Linked DNA regions of Mus musculus: region 2 is linked to region 1. A link is a contact called in public promoter capture Hi-C data. All regions are on one chromosome and are shown on one strand. The core of a region is the stretch at or near the end of the contact, and the rest is flanking DNA. Distances in the headings are between cores, read along the strand shown.

Region 1 (2,645 bases), core at 88-2,587:
CCTGGCATGTGATCAGCTAGTAGAGACTCCCTGAACCAGGTCCTACTGTACAGGGCTTCGAAAGAATCTGGGCACCAATAGTCTCAAACTACTTGGTTCAGTTGCATAGAACTTACTTGGACTGAAAAATCTATGTCATGCTAGAGGTACCTAGCACAGGGTAGAACTCATCCCCCATTCAGTCAACAAATCCCAGGCAACAGGTACACAGCCAGATACCCACACATGGCCCTGCCTCAGGTAAAACCTGCTACTCCTTGCCTGGCTCTCTGATATGCTATCCTGGCACATAAGCTCACAAAGATGATGCACACCTGAAGGCTTCACCCAGGTACCTACTGACCATTTAGTTCTGCCTTCAAAACTGTTTCACCTAATGCCCCTAACTCTAGAAAGCTGCTTCAGCGGGGCTCCAAGTGCTGAACCTGGATGTGATCTATCCACAGCACCTATAAGGCTCCAGGTAGGAAACTCCCTAAGTCTGGATGCCAGCAAGTCTCCATGTGTCTGCTCCCAGAATTTCTGGTCACCCACAGCAAGGCAGAATCCCACAGACGTGGAGAGCCAGGTTCCACAACAGTTCACAGCCCTGTGTTCAGGTGACCTGTAATGCAGAAATTACACCACAAGGGCCTGTGAGGGCAGTGCCAGCCAGCACTCTTCAGAAAGGCGCTTTTCAGACACAAGTGAGTCTCCCATTAACCTGCAGAAGTGGGGAGTCACTGAGTGTTTCCCTCTCCCCCAGGCAAGTACTGGCGCTGCCTGCAGCGTCTGTCCTCCACGGTGGGGCACTCTCTGATTGAGGCGCAAAAGTGTGAGAAGGAAGAAGCTGAGACAGTCACCGCCATGGCCTCGCTGTCTGTAGGCGTCAAACCTGCTGAGAAGAGGTGAGTCCTGTCCATTCCGTCCCAAAGGCCTGCTGAGTACACCTGTGCATGAGGACCTGACAGAGTCTTCTTTGTGTCAGGCTTGCCCTTTAGGGACAGGGTAGATGGTGGCATGCCCACTGACTCGACAAACCAATCCTGTCTATCAGGAAAGAGCTTGCACTTTGGTGGAGCAGGGATTTTGACAACTCTGTGAGAAAGGGAACCTGATTGCACAGGGCCTCCCTCACCCACTGTGCACCCTGCCCGACCCCCTTTCTCCTCTACAGATCTGAGGAGGAGCCCATGGAGGAGGAACCACCACTGTAGCCCGAAGCTGCTGTTCTCTCCTTTGTTTGTCTGTCTTGAAGCTCAGCCAAGAAACTTACCCGTATCACTCCTGCGTCCTGCCTTGGTGCTCTCTTGAGTACAAAGGGACAGCAGGCGTGCAGCAGCAACGGGAAGCCTTTCTGCCGCCCTGGACCACAGGTCTGGAGACGCACACGGAACACCGGGTGTGGCAGATCACATGGAACACAGGACAGCGCGCAACACACGGGCACACAGACATGTGGAAGCCAAGCACACGCTGGTGGCTCCCCCTCCCCCTGGGAAGCCTCGAAGGAAGAAGCTTGTGGCAACTTGGGCAGAGTTGCTGAATCAAGTTGACATGAGGAAAATGAAAATCAAAGATCTAATAATACAGAACAAACTTGATTAAAACTGGTGCTTAACATTTGATTCTTACCCACAATCCCACAGTCTCCGTGTAAACCACTCAACTCATCTTGTAGCTTTTTTTTTTTTTTAAACGAAAACAAAACCATTTTCTATGGCTCTGGCCTGCCTTGTGAACCTTAGTGGGGTGCTGTGGGGGTTCACAGCTTAGTGAGGGACAGAGTTGGAAGAAAGTTTAAACGAAAAAAAAAAAAAAAAAAAAAAAAACTGGACAGAACAGAAATGTGAGCCTGGGAATCAGCTGGAGCTTCTCGACGCCACCGGAAGATGCGAGTTTGTGCCTTTTTTATTGCTCTGATGGAAGTTTTTGTGGCTGGGTTTTCTGAAGTCTGAGGAACAATGCCTTAAGAAAAAAACAAACAAAAACAAAACACCACTGAGAATTGGTGTGACAGTGTCCTGTGGCTGGCTGAGCCTGGCATTACAAGAGTGGGCACCAGCCACTGTCCCCGAGGGCCGAAGTACAGCCAGCCTTGCTTGGTTTGATCGCCATTTAAGGAAGATGAGGTAGTTCCAAAAAGCAGCGAACGCCGCCAGCAGTTTTAAAGTCTAACACATTTTAAACGGATCCAAAGTCTTCTTTCCTCATCCGTCACTTAGCAGTTGAGCATCTCCATTCGGTTGTGAAGCATGTCGTAGGCACACTGCAGTGTTACGATCGGAATGCTTTTCATTAAAAGCAGGTAGCATGAAGTATTGCTTAAATTTTAGGTATAAATAAATATATATATGTATAATATATATTCCACTGTATTCCAAGCTAAGAAACTTGATTCTTATGAGATCTTGATAAAATATTTATAATGCATTTATAGACAAAGTATATATAAATATATATAATAAATCCAGACCGCAGAGGTCCTGGCAGGTGAAAGACGTGTGTTAGCTCTGAGGTGCTGAGGGCTGGGGTCTGGATTGAAGCCCAAGGGTTTTTGAGCTCCAGATTGGCCAGCTTCCAGATTGCCAGCATGTTCACCCCTGGGCAACTTCCCTACCAGTTTGTACTTTAATTTTAATTATTTTCTAACAGAACCTCTGCCC
Region 2 (2,645 bases), core at 75-2,574, 520 kb before region 1:
CAAACAGACTCACTGCGACTAGGGAGTATTTCTGGCTTTTGACCTCCCACAGATAATACCATATCATTTTCTAAATTTGATCTGAAACACATGTTGATCTGACCCGTGCTTAAAATTCATAATTTTGGTATTACTTAGTTATATGGTTATCAGGGTATAGAGCTGTGACCTGTAATTTTCCCAGAGTTTGTGAGTTACAACATCCAATTAATTGCTTGTATTTCATTTACTGTGGCTTTGTCCTTTCCCTGTGTTGTGCCCTCTCCTCAGTTTCATAAGTTTTCAATGGTAATTGTGCTGATCTTAATTTCTTGAGTGAAAATTATGATCTGTTTCTGAGACAATTGCTGTAAACATGCCACTTGCCAGTTAGACTTATTTGGTCCAGACTTGACCAAATTATCGTTTTAGAACATTTCTGTTTAATTTCAGCTACATTTCAGTGCACCCCCCACCCCCACCCCCATACCCACCCTCCCAGCCCCACCTACTGCCCATGAGGCTCATTGCAGCTGCTGGAAGTTTCCAGACAGAGATCTAGTACTGTGGTGATGGATGCAAGTTCTCCACAGGGTTTCAGGCAGAACTACAGTTCAGGAGGAAGTAAAAACAGCCTGTGGAAAGTGGGAGAAAAGTGGCCTCTCTCCTATGGGAGAAATATTCAGCCATAGAACCTTAATTGCTGTTCTGTACTTTTCTGTTGTCGTGCCTCAGTGCCTCTGGTTAAAGCCGTCTGCCCATGGCACTAATCAGCCTGTGACACTTCGTCACATCATAGTTGGACACTGGTGTGGCAGGAACATTGTTCTCAGATGGGTTTCTCCATCTGTAGCGTTGAAATGTGTTTATTGCGTAAGCATAGCTCCTTATCAGCTTTGTGTTCTGAATCATAGAGGCTTCCCAGTGCCTTTAGTTCTTCATTATCTCTGATCAAGGATGTTATCTCTAGCCTATCTGACAAGTATTTACCGGAGATGTGCTGTGTCTCTCTTCATCCTGTGAGCTCTGCTAAGAGTTGTTTCTCCAGGTTTAAGTAAGGTACACAACAGAGTACTTTTAAAGCCTTCTTGTTCTTTTTCTGGGGCATGTGTAAATTGTAATTCTGGCAAATCATACATAGATGGCGCTGTTGTTCTATAGTTCACATACTTCCAGGACACCCTCCTTTGATATTTGTTAACATTTAAGGTGTACTTCATTTTTAGTTGAAATATTTTGTTACCACTTCAACAGAATTAACAGTAGCAGGTACAGAATAATCCTGTGTTACAGTAGAGAGCTGTGTGTGTATGCTGCTAGCAAGTCATGAAGAGCACGAGAAGGTTGTCAACTTGTTGCTGTAGAGAGGGAGTGCTCAAAAGTAGTGCTGAGGCCAGGCCTTGGCTCTGTGGAATTTCATGTAACAGCTAATCAGAGCAAGCTTACAGAGCAGGGCTAATGTGTCCTCTACAGACTCTACTGTTTGTATGCTTGAACTGTTTTTAAATGTTTTCATTTCTTTTGGCAGAAAAAAACCAACTGGATAGGATATGAAAGCTAAGAAAAGCAATCTTAATCTTTGACAGTGTCTATCTAGTATGGGCACTCACCTAAACCAGTGCAAACCACGCAGGAGGACGGGCAGGCAGGGCTACCCGAACAACTGTGCTTGGGGGATTTGAATCGCTCGATCATTGTGGGAGTGGCGCATTTGCACTAGGACATTCCTGCCACCAACTAAGTTCAGCCTTACCACAGTCATCATTTCTCTGTGATTTCTTGTGGAAGCAAGCGTGACCCACGGACCCATGCACCATGCATTCCTCTTAGGTTCTAGTTCTGTGGGGACCTGGCTGTCGCCTACGGGTTTATATAGTGAGCCATCTAGCCACCAGGAACCAGATACAGTTATAGAATCTACACTTGGAAATTGCAGACAAGAAACATCCTCTCTTGCCTTTACAACTTAGGTATAGCTAAGAATTTGTTGAAAATAATTACTTTGTTTCTTGAGCCTGTAAGATTAAGAAAGGCTTTAGTGCCTTTTCCCCTCAGACATTTGTCTCCCCAGGTAGCCCAGGCTGGACTCAAACTTGTGGCAGTTCCTTTGCCTTAGCTTCCCAAGTACTAGGGTGTCTAGCGCATGACTATGCCCAGATTTAATTTTTAAAAAAAGAAAAAAATGGGGAAAAAAAAGGTTTGTCTCTTCAAGCATAGTGCTTATGTTGAACCCATCTTTGAAGAGAATGGGATGTAACAGTTGTATAAACGTTCTTGAATCAGCAGAATGAAATGGTAAAGCAAGGGAGAAGCCTACAGTTGGTATTAGTAGTACCAGAAATGAATCTACCCTTGATAAATATGGCCCAGTGTGCTACCTAGCAAGTTCCATGTGGTACTGTCACTTGGCTTTCTAATGAGGGCATAGTGTGCATAACGTGGGGACTACCATCTGCTGGTAGATTACTCCTGCTATTGTGTGTGAAGTACACATTGGCTCCATTTTTCCATTTCCCAAACCCTTCATCGAGAGCCCACTATCTGAAGGTATCAGGGCTTCTCAGAACTCCCTCAGTTCTGGAGCTGTTTAGCAGAGTGGCTACATGACCCCAGAGATCTTTAAGAGAAGTGGTGCCTTGAACATGCCTGCTTGTGAACAGCACTTA

What was found. Capture Hi-C pulls out chosen DNA fragments and counts their contacts.
Region 2: a contact with region 1 is called in a promoter capture Hi-C map of adipose tissue. The contact joins two enhancer-like sites. A contact is called at or near these places in 13 of 39 promoter capture datasets (the 3T3-L1 cell line, 3T3-L1-derived adipocytes, the C10 cell line and 8 more), 4 of 484 Hi-C or Micro-C datasets (bone marrow-derived macrophages, double positive thymocytes and olfactory sensory neurons), 4 of 115 datasets of contacts at active chromatin or transcription factors (T-cell acute lymphoblastic leukemia, double positive thymocytes, heart atrium and 1 more) and 3 of 9 other capture datasets (adipose tissue, liver and pancreatic islet).

What each region holds. Positions count from the first base shown.
Region 1 is chr1:91,931,898-91,934,542 of GRCm38.p6, reverse strand. Hdac4 (histone deacetylase 4) reads left to right here. Exons shown (of 27, transcript NM_207225.2): 26 at 746-887; 27 at 1,157-2,645. The coding sequence ends at 1,196. Among named protein-coding and RNA genes, the nearest start is that of Gm46242, 54 kb to the right of the region's middle. Within about 2 kb of position 1,337, at least 3 of the 459 cell types and tissues checked have an H3K27ac peak or open chromatin away from gene starts, as enhancers often do.
Region 2 is chr1:92,452,445-92,455,089 of GRCm38.p6, reverse strand. All of the region lies in intron 8 of Ndufa10 (NADH:ubiquinone oxidoreductase subunit A10), which reads left to right. Among named protein-coding and RNA genes, the nearest start is that of Mir6900, 11 kb to the left of the region's middle. Within about 2 kb of position 1,324, at least 14 of the 459 cell types and tissues checked have an H3K27ac peak or open chromatin away from gene starts, as enhancers often do.